6 separate regions of the Mus musculus genome follow, and all the other regions are linked to region 3. Evidence: chromatin contacts called from public HiChIP or PLAC-seq and promoter capture Hi-C data. All regions are on one chromosome and are shown on one strand. Each heading gives the region's core, a stretch centred on a gene start, on an enhancer-like site or on the middle of the called end of the contact. The rest is flanking DNA. Distances are from core to core; before and after follow the strand shown.

Region 1 (2,700 bases), core at 168-2,667, 800 kb before region 3:
GAAATTATGCTTTAGACTAATCAGAAGCTAGCCCTGAAATACAACCAGTTTTATATCCCATATTAACTGTATTCAGTGCACCTAAAGTAAAGGGAATATTGAGGGATCAGCCATGCACTATGTTCATTATGGCTTATTACCTTAAGCGAATTGTTCCTTTGCCCCAGTAATTCTCTCAATAGAGATTTTTTTTTTTCACAATTAATCTGGGTTGAATGCAAACTACCGGAAAGAGTCATTTAAAATGAGTTAAAAATCAGTAGCTAATTATTTTGTGTGTCCCATTTAACTCCAAACAATAAACATTCCCAAATACTTTTTATTATCAAGATGTTTCATGGCACATTAGGTTCATTTATTTTTACCTAAATAGTGTGAGTGTTTTGCCTGTATTTGTATATATGTACTACATGTGTACCTAGTGCCCCCAGAGTATCAGAAGAAGGTATCAGATCCCCTGGAACTGGAGTTATATAAGGTTGTGAACTGCTGTGTGGGTGCTGGGAACTGAACCTGATCATCTGCAAAATCAGTCAGTGTTTATCACTGAGCCATTTCTCCAGTCCTGTGTTCTATTAACTATGATCCTATTTTATAAACAAATACAGATTCACTGAAAGAAGGCCGTAGAATAAAAATGCAGTCTGTTTTCAAGTTTCCCTAGATGTTTTAACCTCCTTTTCTTTCTTTTTTCCTTTTTTTGGGGGGGGTTGGGGAGTGGGGCTAGGACAGGATCTTAAATGTGATCCAGGCTGTTTGAAAACTTATAGTCCTGTTGCCTCTAACATCTGAATCCTGGGATTAGAAGCATACATTACCACTTGTAGCTATAATAATGTCCTTGATAGCTGATTTATTTTTCTTTTAGTTCCTTATGTTAATTTTATTTGCCTAGAAATAATGTAATTATAATACACCGTGTGAAGTAGAGAATTTTTTTGTCAATGAAGTGTTAAGTATCATTGTGGGGACTTAGGAGAATGGAGTTTTACTCTAATTAGGACACTAGGGGTTGGGGAAGTGGCTCAGTCAGGAGAGTGCTTGTGATGCAGTACAAGCACCTGAGCTCAGATCCCCAGTGCCCATGTGAAAAGACAAGCTGGCATAGGAGCACGTTCTGAAAGCTCTGCACTGGAGAAATAGAGGCTGAAATCTGTCACTTGCTGGCTAGCCCATCTGGCCAGTCTGTGAGCTCCAGATTTAAATTAGAGACTTTGTCCTAAAATGTAATAAGGTGGAGAAGCAATTGGAAAAGACACCTGATGCCTCACTCCAGCTTCCACACACATTGAGATGTGTACATGAACACATAAAAATGAACACAAAATAAAGATTAAAAACCCAGGCATAGGGGCTGGCTCATAGGAAATGACTCAGCATTTAAGAGCACTAGCTATTTTTTCAGTCATAGGGTTTGATTCCCAGTACCCACATGGTAGCTCATAACCATCTATAATTCCAGTACCAGGGTGTCTGATGTTCTCTTCTGCCTTGCTGCAAGCACCCAGCAGCACACATTGTTCATGCAGACAAAACCACAGAAACTAAGATTTAATTTTTAATAATTCTGGTGCTCTATTTTAAAAAGAAAAGAACAAAAAGAAACCCAGACATAGTATCACAGGCTTGTAATCTCAGCCCTTAGAAGGCTAAAGCAGGAGAATTATGGCAGGTTCCAGAACAGCCTGGGCTGCACAGTAACTACCTGACTTTCACACTCTTAAATTTTACTTATGGTGTACTTTAGTCTGCATTTATTTCTCTGATATCTCTGGCCTATTCCATCAATCTCTCTCTTTTTTTAAGATTTTATTTCTTTTATATATGTGTAAGTACACTGTTGCTGTTTCAAACATGACAGAAGAAGGCATCGGATCTCATTACACATAGTTGTGAGCCACCATGTGTTTGCTGGGAATTGAACTCAGGACCAGTCAGTGTTCTTAACTGCTGAGCCATCTCTCCAGCCCCCATCAATCTCTTAGTAATTTATCTTGTATAAAAATTACAGATTTAAAGAATGTTGAGCTGGGTTTTCAATGTCTTTATAGAAAGATAATGAGGGTGTCTCTAATTAACTTTATAGATAAAATGATAAAATGTATAGGCAGTTCTTTTTTATCGAGGAACCAGTCAAGAATCCTATATTACGTTTCTAGTTCCTGCTAATGTCAAATTACTCTATAGCACAATGATAGTACATCTAACTCCAGGTCAAATTGTACTATCATCACTTCATACTCATTTTTTAAAGATCTATCTTATGTTTAACTGTATGTTTTTGTGTGTATCTGTGTATATGAGTGCAGCTATGCCCAAAATCCAGGAGATCTTTGGATCCTCTGGAACTGATAAGCATTTTTGGACCACCTGATGTGGGTGCTGGGACCTAACTCAGGTCTTCTGCTAAAGTAGTATACTTTCTTAACCACTTGACTATCTTCTTAGTCCTGCCGCTTTTTCCCATTTCTTCTTGAATTTCATGACATTGGGACTTTTTAATTGATCTTTATCTGTATGGGTGTATGTACACTTATACACAGGCATGTGCACCTGTGCCTGCATGCTGAGGCTAGCAGAGGGTAATGGGTATCCTCGTCTATCAATCACCCTATTCATTTTGAGTCAGGATCTCTTTTAACCTGGGACTATTCTTTCAGATATACAGGAAACCAGCAGGCCTCAGCAATCAGCTAGGCT
Region 2 (2,729 bases), core at 112-2,611, 700 kb before region 3:
CCACATGGCTACTGGGTATTAAGTCCAGGTCCTCCTTCCTACTTGAGACTCTGAGAAGGCTTTGCTCTGCGTAGGATAGAGGAAAAAAAGAAACCCGTGCTAACGTAACTTATCAAGAATTTGTAAGACAAAAGTTCAATCCACAGCTCACACACATATACTCAACCATCTGGTTTTTCCACAAGGCAGCAAGAACGGCCACTGGATAAAGGACCTTGTCTTCTATGAATGGTGCTGGGGAACTGAATATGCATAGGCTAGATAAACTAGAACCACATCTCTTGTATACAAAGGTCAACTCAAAATGGACGAAGACTTAAATTCAGCCTTGAAACTATTGGGGAAAAGCTGGAAGGGAGCCCTGGAAAGGTGGCCCGGCAGTTAGGAGCTGAGAGTAAAGAAAGGTTTTGATTGATTCTCAGGTTGCTTGATTCTAAAAGTAGATTGCGGTATTGATTTTCAAGGTCCAGGGAAGCAACGTGGAGCGCCTTTTTGTTCTCTTCTTTTCCTTTGATGATTTAACTTGAAGTGACGTTAGCACGGATTTCTTTTTTCCTCTCTCTCTTGTTCTGTAACTTAGGACACTCCAAGGTTTTTTGTTTTTGTTTTTTTCCAAGTAGGAAAACTGATCACTAACCTTTTTTTGAGGGCCACCTATAGCTTCTTATTAGATCGTTGGATTCTAATCATAGGCTCTATACTAATTTTTAAAGTATCTTGTTTTCTCTTCACTTTGCAGATGTCTCTGATACTTTGTTAACCAGCTCACTCAGGTAGCTGTTGTGTTCCATTTGCTCAAGTTTTATTTAGCATCTTTGCTAAAAAAAAAAAAAAAAAAAAAAAGAACTTGTTTGGTGCCAACTGCTTATTTTTCTCGTTTGTGGGTGTCTTTAGTAGATTTTGGTATCTGGATTATTTGGTAGCTTCCCAAAACAAATTGAGAAAGCTCTGTTGATTTACTTTTAATACTCCAAAGCTTTAATAAATCGAGGATTCATTTAACTAGGGGTCGCTTGTGGGATCTGGAGCGCTGGCCAAGCTGTCACGTGTTAGGAACTTAATTCACTGACCACATTAGTTCACAGCAACTCAAAAACATTCTGAGGGAAGTTCCAGCCTGTTTATTGTGTATGTACACCCCCAGTAACTAAGTTTTTAAAAAAGACTCTTAAGTTTCCTTCCTTTCCCAGAGCAGCAAGGGGAAACTGGATCCGCTGCCACGTAGGAGTCTCCATATCGTCTCTTGGGATCCGCAGTGCTCAGGCGCGGGGCCTGGCAGTCAGAGCGATCCTCTCCCGGCTTCTGGAGGCGGGGAAGGCAGAGGAATTCCCAGGCCGGTGGACGCCCCTCGGGCTGGGCGCGGCTCCTCCCCTCGGCCCGGCACGGGGCGGACGCGGGCGGCGGGGGGCGGGCGCTGCGGCCCGGGGCTAGCCGGGAGACCTTTCCACGTTTGCATCGCCGCGGCGCGCCCAGCCTTGCCCCTCGCCTCCCCGGAGTCCAGGCCGCGCGATGGCATTAGGGGCCCGGGGCTGGCGGCGCCGGTCGCTGCTCCTGCTGCTGCTCTGGGTGACCGGGCAGGCAGCCCCGGTGTTGGGCCTGGCTGTGAGCTCGGAACTTCAGATCCAGCAGAGCTTCGTGCCTGATGAGTGTCCGCGCACGGTGCACAGTGGCGACTTCGTGCGCTACCACTACGTGGGGACTTTCCTCGACGGCCAGAAGTTCGACTCCAGGTACCCCGTGCCCCCACACTCCCCAAGGACCTCCACCAGCCCGCCCCCACCCCCTCCGCCGCCCTCCCCATGCGTTTGGAGGTGTGCTGAGCCTTCAGCCATAGTTGGGACCTTAAGATTGCGGACAGGACAATTCCTCTTTTCCTCTCTGCCCCGCACAGCGGAACACGTTTTTCAGACATGTAAAATGGCCACTCAGCGAGACCTCCAAGAGTGGGTGATGCTCGCCCGCCTTCTTGGTGGTCCGTCTTGACTGGTCTCTGGGTTTCATCCCTGGATTGTCTAGACAACCCAACCTTAGCATTGACTAGTGGGAGGAGGAGGTAGGTGTCCCATAATTGCAGTCACTGTACTGAACTGTTGAGGTGTTAGGCAACGGTATATATATATATATGCACGAGCTCATTTAAATCTTTGGGGAGTTACAAGAAGAAACTTTTTTTTTTTTTTTTTTTTTTTTTTTTTTTTTTTACCAATTAAGTAACCAAGACCAGTGAGACCTGTGCAAATATTGGATTCAGGCTGTGGGAATTCAAATGCTGTGCCTGTGTGCAACTCCTGTGCCCTCCCCTTCTGGCTTTACAAAAACTGTGGGAGAGATGGCCTGGGCTTGCTCATGTAACTTAAGTTTTCAGCTCATTTCAGCCTTGCCCCTTTCTTCAGGCTGCTGTTTCTAACCCTGGGCTGTGTCCTTGTGGTGAAGCACTCCATTAGACAGGGAACTGTTGTGCCTGAATGGGCTTATTATGTACAATATAAGCAGCCACACATGAGTATGTAAAAACATTTAAGGTTGTCAGTACTATGTGGCACAAAGCAAAGGCTTAGATATGGTTAGTCCTCCTTAGTGGTAATTATTTTGGGGGGTGCACAGGGAGATTGAACCCAGGACTGTACATTCTAGGCAAGCTCTGTATTTTTGAGCTATATCCTCAGTCCTAGTCATACCATTGTTTCAGTTGTAGTTTTTATACCAACCCACCTTAATTGAGGTATTCC
Region 3 (2,813 bases), core at 170-2,669:
GTTTACTGGAGAAAAGAAAACAACAAAACGGTCAATAACTCCCTTCGGTTGTATGTGAGAGTCTGTTTTCATAGGCGAAGTGAGAATACAGTATTGAAAAGTAAGTGTTACTCAACTCTGTGAAGGGGGTGGGTTGATGTAGACAAGGAAAAAGAGACTCGGATTGCAAGAAAAACAATTATAAACAAGAGCCCATTATCCAAAGCTTCCTATTTTATGACATTTGTCATACAGTGTGGTGAGCTGGTTTCCAATTTCCACAAGTTCCAACACACACTAGAAGGGCAACACAGCCCCTTCCGCCAAGCCCTGCAGATCTCGATCTCAAGAGAGCCCCAGGTTTCCTCACCAGGGCACAGGTCCAGCAGAGGCTACATCTGCTCTGCCGGGTTGACATGCACATTGGGGGTTGGGGGCTTCGCAGTTTCTATTCCTGCAGCTCCTACAACGAAAACCGGTGGAGCTTTTGAGAGTCGAAATTTCCTAGCTATTTCTACCCAGAGCCTCAATCTTTGTCTCCTCCGGGTAAATTCTCTCATCTACAGAAAGCGTCTGCGAAAACCTGCGCCAGGAGCCACATGCCCCTAAGATACAGTGCTCTCCTAGCAAAGCAAAACACAAGCTCTCAGATCCAAACGACCAGGGCTCCGCAATCCTTCTCTACACCAGTCCCTTTGCAAGCCTGGGCTGGATAGAATCGTGGGCTGGTTTGCTGGCCTTGAACGAAGCTGGACGCGGCAGGACAACACTCTCCTGAGCTCTTGAGATCTGGCATCCCAAGTTCTTAGGCAGCTATGCCTGCTCTCGCGGGCAGGAGCGCACCAAAGGGTCTCGCTGCAGTGAATCAGGGTTCTGTTATCTTTGCTAGCTTTCTCATTCTCTCCCTGGGACCCCGCCCATCTTTCTATCCCTGCTTCCCTGGGGCTCACTATCAGCCCGAGGTCAAGTTCAAGGCCGACCAAGGCTGCTTTGGGGGAGCCGGATGCTCGGGCGCAGCCACCGTGGGCCTAGGCGAGAGCAGCTGCTTTCCACTTCCAGAAAAAGGGAGCACATCGAACCCAGAGAGATGCGCGTGGGACTCGGTCTCAGACAGAGTAAGCTGCAGGAACTCATTTCATATTTCTCTTTCGCCTTCCCGGGGACCTCCGGAGACCGCCAATGTCTCGTCAACAACCTAGGAGAATAAGCGAATTAAACTCCTTAGGCTCTTACCTTGTGATGGGTAGGTGTCTGTAAATTTCTTAATTGGCTAATGGAAGGAAGGGAAGGATTTCTTGGATGATAAACTAGACTGACTTCTCTGTTGATTATGATCTCCAGAACAAGCAATTAGGGAAGCCACAGTCTCTTCCACTCCTGGAAATTCTCGGAAAATAAAAAAAAATCAACCGCAGCTGGCCAAATGGAGACCCGGAGGAGTGTATTTCCGATGATTGACAGCAACACTAGCCAGTTGGTGCTCTGAAAGACTCTTTGCCCGCCCTCAATCTGAGCCAATTACAGATTTAGATAGGAACGAGCCTCCTGCACAGGCAATTTGACCTCTCAGATTGCCAATTAAACGCCGTAGAGCGACGTCAAAGTGGGCCAGTAGCTGTTCGACGTTGGCGCCCCGCCCTCCTGATGGGCCTGGCGGCCTCGAATCAGGCACCAGGGACCTTGCTTTTCGCCAGCCACTGGAGGAGGGAGTTTCACTTCTGCCAAAGTTATCTTAACTCTGACCCAAGAAATCGAGACTCGGACAGCCACGCTTTGCTTGAGTGTAGCACTTGTACGTCATCCAGTGTTCTTTGACAAATCACAAACCAATGTTCTTCGGACTGCATTAACAGGCATCTTGGGATGGCTCGCGACTATCCTGCATGCCAAAAAGATTTCCGTCTTTTGAAGGAAGCATTGCCTTGGATCTGGGGGTCCAAACTGATTCAAATAATCAGATAACTGCCTTTAGAACCTTCGGTCTAATAAGGAAGATGAGGAAGCAAGCCAACAAATAAACAGTAAAAGACAAATCACGTCTAAAGAGGGAACGGCTCAGGTGTGGCTGGAGAACACTGGGCAGCGGATTTTACCGCGCTGAATCTAGTCAAGGCAGGATGGATCTGAGCAGAAGACAATAGCAGATGCCTTTCAGGCTGTATCAGCACACTCCCGGGCAGGTTTCATGCACAGGAATACTGGTCAACACTAAATTGACTCCATGATTTTTTATGTGTGCGTGTTTTGGTTTTGTTTTGATACTTTTTAAGTCTTTTTAAAAATATTCATTTATTTATTTATTTATACACTGTACACTATAGCGGTCTTCAGACACTCCAGAAAATGGCATCAGATTTCATTACGGATGGTTGTGAGCCACCATGTGGTTGCTGGGGTTTGAACTCGGGACCTTTGGAAGAGCAGTCAGCGCTCTTAACCGCTGAGCCATCTCACCAGCTCCCCCCACCTCCACTTTTTAAGTCTTAATTGGGTTGTTTTTGTTTTGATTTTGGGTTTTTGTTTTTTTGTTTTGTTTTTTGTTTTTGGGTTTTTTTTTTGAGACAGAGAGAGAACATACATAAAGTTGAGTGAGTAGTACGGAAGTGGGGAGGATCTGAAAGGAATTGTGGAAGGGGAAAGAATTGCTCAAAATGCATGTATGGAATAAGTTTTAATTAAAAATATTCTTAAAATTAATAATTAAGTTGTGTTGCCTAGTTGCACCTCCTGGTCCAAGAGCATCTGGAGACCCAGTGCATTTAATAATAATATGTTTCGACAGTGATATTTGTGTTAGTGACTCACTAAATCTAACAATGGCTTATGTTGGATAG
Region 4 (2,720 bases), core at 128-2,627, 670 kb before region 3:
AAGTGGCCACCTTAGAATCCATATCCCTATTGCTAGGAATCTCAGCTCGAGTTCCCCTTACATCCTCTGGGGCCTTTCAGCCCATCTCTTTCTGCCCATTGCAGATCTCTGGCACATCCTAGAGATTGCCCCTGCCTCCCAGCCAATCTTCCTTCTCTCTCCCTTGCTCTCCCTACATATTATCTCCCCCCATTCTGCTCCCACTTCCATTCTTCCATCGACACAGAAAGAGATAATAGTTGACAGAAAGCAGAGGAGTGAGGTTTATCCTGAGTAGTCACGTTGGGAGGAGAAACAGATCAAGAAGTTGATGGGTCCATGGTTCAGTGGCTCTGTCATGAGGCTGAGGCTGAGGCTGAGGCTGAGGCTGAGGCTGAGGCTGAGGCTGAGGCTGAGGTATAGGGCAGGAGGTTTGTGTAACTAAGCAGGCCTGAAGTGTGTGGTTCTGCCCATCACTGACTTATAATTGTCTTGCCTCTCCCTAAAGGCAATTTATTTATCATTATTAACTTTATCAGTAGCTAATGAGGGGTCAGTCTGGAAGAGCAACTCTGGGTAGAAAGCTGATTCAAGGGATCTTCTATACCAGGACATGATCTGGAGGTTTGTAGTCTACACAATAAGTCCCTGTCTTTAAAAAAAAAAAAGTAAAAATGTTGATGATGTGAAAGTTAAAAAAAAAATCAAATAATGTAATTTGCCATCTTTGCAGAATATAAAAATCAAAACAAAACAAAACCAACCCCCAATCAGTCCCAAAAGGTATATACCCAGAGAGACACTGCCTCAGAACGACAAATTAAAAGCAAAGCGTCAGTGCCTGATCCTCCTTCTGAGACATTACCAGTGGTCTCAGTCTTGTTTGGATTCAGGTAAAAATGCAGACACCTGGCCCGCTACTGCTCAACCCTCTGTAAGCGATAAGTAATTCTTTTTTTTTTTTTTTTTTTTTAAATTAGGTATTTTCCTCGTTTACATTTCCAATGCTGATAAGTAATTCTTAACTGTACCAACATTCAAGAACCTCTGAGTCTGAGAAGGACCTGGGTCACTGTATTCCTTATCAGACCCACCTGCTGGTCCTGGGGAGGCGAGTGTGCTGTGGTGGGCGTGTTCATTGATTCCCTGGGTCTGCCTTTAGGGAGCATTCCTGGCTCAGCCGTGCTGGTGTTCGACATCCACGTGATTGACTTTCACAACCCTTCGGATTCCATCAGCATCACTTCCCACTACAAGCCTCCAGACTGCTCGGTGCTGAGTAAGAAGGGGGATTACCTCAAATACCACTACAATGCCTCACTCCTGGATGGGACTCTGCTGGACTCCACGTAAGGGTATCTGGGAACCAGATGTGGAGGGAACCTTTGGTAGTACTTCCCACTGTGATGCTGGGTGGGAGTTGTTTGGTCCAACCTTCCGTATTGTGTAGTGTAAGCTTTCTCTGCTCAGCGCATTATTATGGAGTTTCCTGCCACAGATCTTCCCTGCTCTAGACTGTTTCTTACCTGGCAGAACACTCTTTCTCAGTCAGATCTATATTTAATAACTAGACCCTTGGAGTCAGATGCAGGGACAAACACCCATAATTCCAGTGCTTAGGAAGCTGCAGAAGGAGATAGAAAGCCAGAGGCAAACGTGGACACATAGTAAGAACCCGTGTCAAGGTCTGCTACAGGACTCTGCTTTCTTTGTCCTAGACAGTTTCAGCACTGCGTCCCACCCTGCCCAGGTTGCTTGGCCTCTTTGCTTTTGTCCCCACTTATATGTCCTTCCTGTTTTCAAACACATCCATGAATTCCTGGGAGGAAACTCCTCCTGCTTCTAAAGTCTCCTAACCCTTACCCCCCAGCCTTAAGTTACTTTTGTGTCCGTTATGATCTGGATACTTTAGAGATACCTGATTTCTTATTCATAGTTTTTCCTATTTCTTCTTCATAGTCTTCCCCAGAGTATCTGTAGCACTAACGGATCATATAATAAATGTTAGCTGATAGAAATAAACCTGAAGATCATAAAAAATAATGTAAAAACAAGTTTGCTTCCTGTGACTCTGAATCTCAAGTGTGTCTGGAAATTGAATCAGTCTTCTCTGGGAAAGAGTCATTTTCAGACTTTATATTTTTGTCTAAGAACATCCACTGATATGCTGAGCCTGATTTAGGTGTCTGAGTCCAGAGTTGGAGAGCTGATTGTCCTGGAGCCTCCCCTTTACCGGTCACTTTGCCCTCTAGCTCTGAGTCTGGCTTTGGACTATGAGGTTCTGCAAGCTGTGGCACATTCAGTGTTATTTCATCAAAATCCAAAACCCTCTTATTATTAGAAGTACTATTTATGCACCTCTAAAACCACAGAAGTTTTGCCCTGTCAGTCAGTCATAATCACAGAGATGTTAAAATGAGGAGGGAAAGATAGCACATTTTAGGATTGTAACCTTAGGGGCCCTGACTCACAGAGAGGTTTACAACAGACCTTGCAGAGCGATCCCAGCCACTGGGTGTGAAAGTATTCAGAGGCAGTGGGAAGGATGAGAGAGCTCACACATGTGAAAATGGCCCAGCAGTCAGCACTCCTGTCTCTGCTCTGCTGCTCAGACCAAGAATGGGGAAGTGGGGCTGGGAGACAAAGAAATTCCTTCTTATCTGTGTAGGATACACATGTCTGAGAGGCAGAGATCAGATGTCCTGCCCTCTGATATGTTTGGTGGAGTCACCGTCTTCTTA
Region 5 (2,792 bases), core at 91-2,590, 760 kb before region 3:
AAAGAAACCCTGTCTCGGAAAAAAACAAAAAACAAAAAAACCAAAAACAAGATAAACAAACAAAAAAATTTTCTAAAAAAAGTGAAGTTCTGGACTGTACATACACAGGGCTAACAATGTTAGATAATCCAGACTCTTATGCTCACATGATACATTTAAAGTTTCTCAGTTATCAAATAACCTATTTCATATTACAGAAGCATATCTTTCTGTATGACACACTGATATATATTATACTGATGCAAATATTAAGTAGGGCATAAAAATAAAATGTATCAAAGATAGATTTTTATGTACTCATACTCTCCTTTTTTATCCTCTGGTTTAGCAAAGGATATCACAAGTTCAGCACGTGGCACTCCCTCAAGTCCCCTATACAGGCGGAAGTGCAACCATTTCCCCATCCAGTTCAAACTCCTCTGTTCCATCTGGTGAAAAAAGGTAAGTTGGTGGCTTCCATGGAGATTCTTCAAGACAGGATGGATAAAGTTTCCCCACAGTGCACCGAAAATCTCTCCCTAGGTCCCACAGTACACGTTCAGATATATGCTGCCGCAGAGACCACCGGTCAAGTTCCAAATCATACTGGTAGGTGACATACTTAGCTCGTTCATTTAAGTGGGTTTCTCGCATAAACACACAAAGAGAATTTGAGATCACAACAGCTCTAACACAGGGATCAGAATACCTTTTAGCAGGGATGTTGGCAGCCATCTTCCATTCATTTTTATTCACATCATAAATTTCCACAGTTACTGAAGACCCATCTACAGTGCCAGAGGGGAGTCTTATGCCAGAATTGGTAGCAATATGCAACCCTCCAATATAGAAAATTTTATCACCAAAAGCTGCAGCTGAAGCAAAAGATCTGCTAGTCTGCCTCATGGCCATTTCTACCCATGAGTCAGATCTTGGAAAGTAACAGTACATGAGGTTTAATGTCATCACATAGATGCAGTCGTGAACTACAACTGCTGCACTCCACTGCCATGCACAAGGCAAAGGGCTCACCATTGTCCACTCATCCTTCTCAGTGTCGTATCTTTCTACAGTCCTCCGGTTAAGTTCTCCACCAACACTATCTCCTCCGATTGCATAGATATAGCCTTCACAGCAAACCAAAGATGGCTTCACACGGACAAAAAGCATTGGTGTCTTTGGAAACCAGGTATTTTGTTGTGCATCAAACCAGTAAAAGCAATTCACAGTTCGGAAGGCAGTCTGCAGTTTACTTGTTTTACTGTGATTTGTTTTTGTGTTTTTCAAGGGCACTTGGCCCCCTGCTATGTAAATATCATTATCCGGAGTTACAACTGTCCCAACCTTATGCAAATCAGCGGGTGGGCTGCATAACTTGTAAACTTTTTCTGCCTGGGGGCTATAACAGACAGAAGAGTAAAGACTACAAGGGTTTTCTGAGGATGCTTCAATGAAAATCATCATTTCCTCCTTAGTCATCCCAAGTCTGGGTTTGAAGAACTTGGGCATAGACTTATAAAGACCCTGAACCACAACAGACTTATCGTTGGGTGGGAGACCTTGAAACCAAGCTCTTTGTGTGACTTCTGAAAGAGCATCAATTCTGATCTGGCTAAGAACTGAAGACAAATACTGGGATCGTGACTCTGTGTTGTACTCTAGCCAGAGCATGGCAGCCTCTCGCACGGTTTCCTCCTTTTCTACATTTAAGTTGTCGCTGCTGAGGATGTCTATGAGGAGGTCGTGGGACAGCTGCATGAAGGCTTCCTGGCGGTACACAGCCGTGAACTTGTGCTCCACCATCCTCTTTGCACTCTGCTTTAATTCTTCACAACTGAAGAGGTCAGCAAAACTCAGCAGCCGCACACAGTTCTCTGCATTAATTTTTTTAATTAAATATTCTCGGCAACGCTGTAACACATCTTCTACCTAAAAAAAGATGACACGTAGAAAAAAAAAGGTAAAAAGATGCTGAGATTTTGAACTCAGGACCCTGCACTGCGATCCATACTCCCAGCCTCCAGTTTACTTTTATCTACGATACCACAGGTTTCCCATAGCAGATGCTCCTGTACTGTCAAGTTTTATACGTTTGGGGTAAGAGACAAGTTCTTGCAATAACAAAATTAGACTTCTAGGCTATACAGTTTTCTATTTCTTACTCTTGCCCAATGGCCTATTTTACCTGTTCTATTTAGGCTGGATGAGTGGCACACACTGGTAATCTCAGATTTAAGGAGCTGTTTAAATTTTTTAACTGCCTTTCTACGGCTGGTTCCTGATTGTTTTTGTATACAGGTTCTCGTTACAGTAGCTGAGGCTGACCTTAAACTCCAATCCTTCACTCACTTCCACCTCCCACCCTCCCTCCTTTTCTCTTCTCTTTTCGAAACAGGGTTTCTCTGTGTAGCCCTGGCTGTCCTTGAACTCAGAAATCCGCCTGCCTCTGCTTCCCAAGTGCTGGGATCAAAGGCATGCGCCACTATGCCCGGCTCACTTCCACCTCTCAACTGCTGAGATTACGGCCTGGTGCTACCATGCCCAGCTGAAACAAGTTTCCAAAGTACTAAGTATTATTCCGAAACAGGAAAAAGATGGGAAAATACCCACATTCCCATTAAAATCAGAAAGGGAAATCTGAGAAATACAGACTAGAAAAGATAATCATACTAAAATGCATTAATCATCAATTTTACTTAACTGCTTAATAGCTCAATATAATTCCACAACCATTACAAATAATAAATCTTCCAAAAGAATCTAAATCTGTCTATGGTAAGTCTATTAAACACGAATGAATTTAGGCTTTAACC
Region 6 (2,735 bases), core at 22-2,521, 630 kb before region 3:
TGGTGTGCCTTATACCATATCTGATTCTAGTCTTTCTTTTCCTTCTTCTTCTTCTAACTACTGTCAGCACATTTCAGTTTTGCATTTCTGCATGTGACAAAGCTTAAGAGTTCTCAAGTGGTTCCCATCTGCTTCTATAAGAATCCACCAAGTGAATCAGTTGTTCTTTTAGAATTCTAACAGTTTGACAAGATAGACCTTGACCTTGGTGTGCTGATAGCTGTTCCTGAGAAAGCTGCGTATAAGAATGTAGTGATGTGAGGGCTGGAGAAATGGCTCAGTGGTTAACCTCACTGGCTACTGCCGCAGAGGACTTGGGCTCTGTTCCCAGCACTCACGTGGCAGCTCACAACCATCTGTAACTCCAGTTCCAGGGCATCTGGTGTCCTCCTCTGATCTCTCTAGGCATCAGGCACACACATGCAGGCAAAATATTCATATGTATAAGTAACAGTGATGCACATAAATAAACCTTTAAGAGTGGTATTTCAAAAATAAAATGACATTTATTGTTTTCTCAATAGGCTCAAGTAATCCTGTACCTTAGGCTCCTGTAGTTTAAACTACAGGAGGGCATGCCACAGCTGCTTAGATTATGGTGTTCTTAATGCTGTCTCTAACCTAAATTCCCAATTAGAAGGGCATGTGGAGAAATATGAATAAGACAATGTGATGTGACAAGGTAGAGAAGACTACCACGAGTACAGAGGATGTTTCAGGCTGCGGTATCTACTTCCACCTACTTACAAGAAGGAGCTTACCAACAGATTATGCAACCCCTCATCAACTGCAAGATGATTTTGTATCTTTTGTACTCTAGTAGACTAAAAAAAAAAAAAAGGAAGGGAGAGAAGGCAAACAGCATATAAAACAAAATGACAAGATGACAAACAAGTCTGCCACATCTGGGTGTTGTCATACTTGTTTAAAATTTATAGCTTAATGTTAAGGTAACTCTGAGGGTTTACATGAGAGTACATAGTCTGCCAGGCATGGCAGCTCATACACTCAGCTCCAGAACTCAGGAGGCAAGAACAGGCAGATCTCTGAGTGTACAAGGCTAAAGCTACATAGTAAAATACTGTCTTAAAGAGGAGAGGGAGAGAGAGAGAGAGAGAGAGAGAGAGAGAGAGAGAGAGAGAGAGAGAGAGAGAGAGCATAACGTTCAGACAATGAATGTACACCAAGAAAAAAAAAATTTAACTACCTATCCAGCAACACAACTAGTGCAGCAACATTGGAAAGCAGCCTACTGCAGCAGGAGAAGCCTGCCACCTGCTGACAGAAGGCTGCATCACGTAGTCGTTCCTGACTGATGGGGGTGTGTATTAGTCAGGCTTCTCTAGAGTCACAGAACTTATGGAATGTCTCTATATTGAGGGAATTTATTGTGATGATTTACAGTCTGTAGTCCAATTAACCCAAGAATCTAGTAGTTGCTCAGTCTTGAGGCGAGTTGTTTCAGCTGGTCTTCTGTAGAAGTAAGTAGGTTCTAACAGATGTGCTGGCAAGTAAGTACAAGCAGTTAAAGAAGAGTGACTCTTCCTGCTTCCAATGTCCTTATGTAGGCTTCCATTAGAATGTGTGGTACAGATTAAAGGCGTGTACTACCTTGCCTGGGTCTAAATTTTCATGGCCACTATGCCGCAAGATCTCCATGCCAAGATCTAATCCAGCTCAGAAACTGGTGTCTTCCAGCCTCAAGATCTGGATCACAGGCGAGCCCTCCAATTCTAGATTGTAGTTCATCCCAGATATAGTCAACTTAACAACCAGGACTAGCCATACAAGGTGTTTAGTTTGTTTGTTGTATTTAATGACTTTTGTTTGCTTATTTAATTAAATAATGTATTTATTTTAGAGACAGAGTCTCACTAAATAACCCTGGCTAGCCTGGAACTCACAAAGCTCCATTTGCCTTGGCCTCTCAAGTGCTACTGGCCAGGCCATGGCTGATACTTTAATGGGAGGAAAACAATCTCTCAGGTAAGGTACTCACACTACATTTAAATACATGGTGAAAATGCTGACGCTATCAGCCAGAGGCTTTATACGTAGTTTGGAACTAGGGGACACAGAAAAATGAAAGGGCCGCCTCACTCTCTTGGTTCTGGTTTAAATATCTTGCCTCGCTGTCTCATTACATCCATGGACTTCAACATACTGGACCAGGCCAGCTGTGAAAGACCAGTAGTCACCTTTCTGAGAAGCATCACAAACTGCTAAGTGACCAATGAACCACAGCCCAGCTCCCTGACCCGTACACAGGTAAGAAGGGTCCCTGTCATGAACCATACACAATCTAGCTCTCTGTCACCTATGTCATCGTGACCCTTCCTTCTGTTTTGGTTATATTGCTTTGGTTCTTGTTCTTCTTCCCTTCCCCCTTCTTCTTTTTGCACTGAGGCAGTATCTCATGCAGTAGCTGATGCATTATATATCCCAGAGTAGTCTAGAAATTGTAAAAATTATCCTGCTTCAGCCTCCTAAGTACTAGGATGCGCATGAGGCACCAACCTAATCTTAATAAAGTTTCCTGTTCACCCGAAAGCTTGCACAATATGTCTAGTAAGTCTCCTCTTGAAGGGCAGAATTCTTTGGATAGGAAAAATAACTATAACAGAAGAAATACCCATATCCCAATTCAAATTTAGTAGCAGATTAACCAGCTCTAAAGGCCCCAAATGATTCTCAGTCTACCAGGACTGCAAGTTTGAGGCCAGCCCTGTCTATAC

Evidence for each region. Promoter capture Hi-C pulls out the DNA fragments that hold promoters and counts their contacts. HiChIP or PLAC-seq counts read pairs in DNA pulled down with a chosen protein or histone mark.
Region 1: a contact with region 3 is called in an H3K4me3 HiChIP or PLAC-seq map of bone marrow-derived macrophages, with 6 times the contacts expected there. The contact joins the enhancer-like site here to the promoter of Ppm1k in region 3. A contact is called at or near these places in 10 of 39 promoter capture datasets (the C10 cell line, the HPC-7 cell line, cranial neural crest and 7 more), 1 of 484 Hi-C or Micro-C datasets (cortical neurons) and 7 of 115 datasets of contacts at active chromatin or transcription factors (the 230-238 cell line, astrocytes, bone marrow-derived macrophages and 4 more).
Region 2: a contact with region 3 is called in a promoter capture Hi-C map of neural stem cells. The contact joins the promoter of Fkbp9 here to the promoter of Ppm1k in region 3. A contact is called at or near these places in 14 of 39 promoter capture datasets (the C10 cell line, cranial neural crest, embryonic stem cells and 10 more), 10 of 484 Hi-C or Micro-C datasets (bone marrow-derived macrophages, cardiomyocytes, embryonic stem cells and 3 more), 32 of 115 datasets of contacts at active chromatin or transcription factors (the NIH/3T3 cell line, bone marrow-derived macrophages, craniofacial prominence and 19 more) and 5 of 9 other capture datasets (adipose tissue, embryonic stem cells, liver and 2 more).
Region 4: an H3K27ac HiChIP or PLAC-seq map of extraembryonic endoderm stem cells shows a contact between it and region 3, with 6 times the contacts expected there. The contact joins the enhancer-like site here to the promoter of Ppm1k in region 3. A contact is called at or near these places in 10 of 39 promoter capture datasets (the C10 cell line, cranial neural crest, embryonic stem cells and 7 more), 6 of 115 datasets of contacts at active chromatin or transcription factors (bone marrow-derived macrophages, embryonic forebrain, extraembryonic endoderm stem cells and 3 more) and 1 of 9 other capture datasets (adipose tissue).
Region 5: a contact with region 3 is called in an H3K27ac HiChIP or PLAC-seq map of embryonic stem cells, with 7 times the contacts expected there. The contact joins the enhancer-like site here to the promoter of Ppm1k in region 3. A contact is called at or near these places in 11 of 39 promoter capture datasets (the C10 cell line, the HPC-7 cell line, cranial neural crest and 8 more), 1 of 484 Hi-C or Micro-C datasets (bone marrow-derived macrophages), 8 of 115 datasets of contacts at active chromatin or transcription factors (bone marrow-derived macrophages, embryonic forebrain, embryonic stem cells and 4 more) and 4 of 9 other capture datasets (adipose tissue, embryonic stem cells, liver and 1 more).
Region 6: a promoter capture Hi-C map of neutrophils shows a contact between it and region 3. The contact joins the enhancer-like site here to the promoter of Ppm1k in region 3. A contact is called at or near these places in 21 of 39 promoter capture datasets (the 3T3-L1 cell line, 3T3-L1-derived adipocytes, the C10 cell line and 13 more), 2 of 15 datasets of contacts at CTCF or cohesin (the NIH/3T3 cell line and large pre-B cells), 24 of 484 Hi-C or Micro-C datasets (B cells, CD4 T cells, CD8 T cells and 17 more), 19 of 115 datasets of contacts at active chromatin or transcription factors (the NIH/3T3 cell line, bone marrow-derived macrophages, cardiomyocytes and 11 more) and 4 of 9 other capture datasets (adipose tissue, embryonic stem cells, liver and 1 more).

The regions. Positions count from the first base shown.
Region 1 is chr6:56,731,639-56,734,338 of GRCm38.p6, forward strand. All of the region lies in intron 8 of Avl9 (AVL9 cell migration associated), which reads left to right. Among named protein-coding and RNA genes, the nearest start is that of Avl9, 18 kb to the left of the region's middle. Within about 2 kb of position 1,418, at least 21 of the 459 cell types and tissues checked have an H3K27ac peak or open chromatin away from gene starts, as enhancers often do. A contact at or near this core is called in bone marrow-derived macrophages, where this site is marked.
Region 2 is chr6:56,830,698-56,833,426 of GRCm38.p6, forward strand. It overlaps Fkbp9 (FK506 binding protein 9), which reads left to right and starts at 1,362. Exons shown (of 10, transcript NM_012056.2): 1 at 1,362-1,730. The coding sequence starts at 1,510.
Region 3 is chr6:57,534,068-57,536,880 of GRCm38.p6, forward strand. Ppm1k (protein phosphatase 1K (PP2C domain containing)) reads right to left here and starts at 1,420. Exons shown (of 7, transcript NM_175523.5): 1 at 1,213-1,420.
Region 4 is chr6:56,867,579-56,870,298 of GRCm38.p6, forward strand. It overlaps Fkbp9 (FK506 binding protein 9), which reads left to right. Exons shown (of 10, transcript NM_012056.2): 7 at 1,142-1,328. Among named protein-coding and RNA genes, the nearest start is that of Fkbp9, 37 kb to the left of the region's middle. Within about 2 kb of position 1,378, at least 28 of the 459 cell types and tissues checked have an H3K27ac peak or open chromatin away from gene starts, as enhancers often do. A contact at or near this core is called in embryonic stem cells, extraembryonic endoderm stem cells and stem cell-derived epiblast-like cells, where this site is marked.
Region 5 is chr6:56,778,506-56,781,297 of GRCm38.p6, forward strand. Kbtbd2 (kelch repeat and BTB (POZ) domain containing 2) reads right to left here. Exons shown (of 4, transcript NM_001362210.1): 4 at 1-1,908. The coding sequence ends at 373. Among named protein-coding and RNA genes, the nearest start is that of Gm10209, 15 kb to the right of the region's middle. Within about 2 kb of position 1,341, at least 5 of the 459 cell types and tissues checked have an H3K27ac peak or open chromatin away from gene starts, as enhancers often do. A contact at or near this core is called in embryonic stem cells, where this site is marked.
Region 6 is chr6:56,907,845-56,910,579 of GRCm38.p6, forward strand. All of the region lies in intron 1 of Nt5c3 (5'-nucleotidase, cytosolic III), which reads right to left. Among named protein-coding and RNA genes, the nearest start is that of Nt5c3, 15 kb to the right of the region's middle. Within about 2 kb of position 1,272, at least 24 of the 459 cell types and tissues checked have an H3K27ac peak or open chromatin away from gene starts, as enhancers often do. A contact at or near this core is called in B cells, hematopoietic stem and progenitor cells, liver and 3 more, where this site is marked.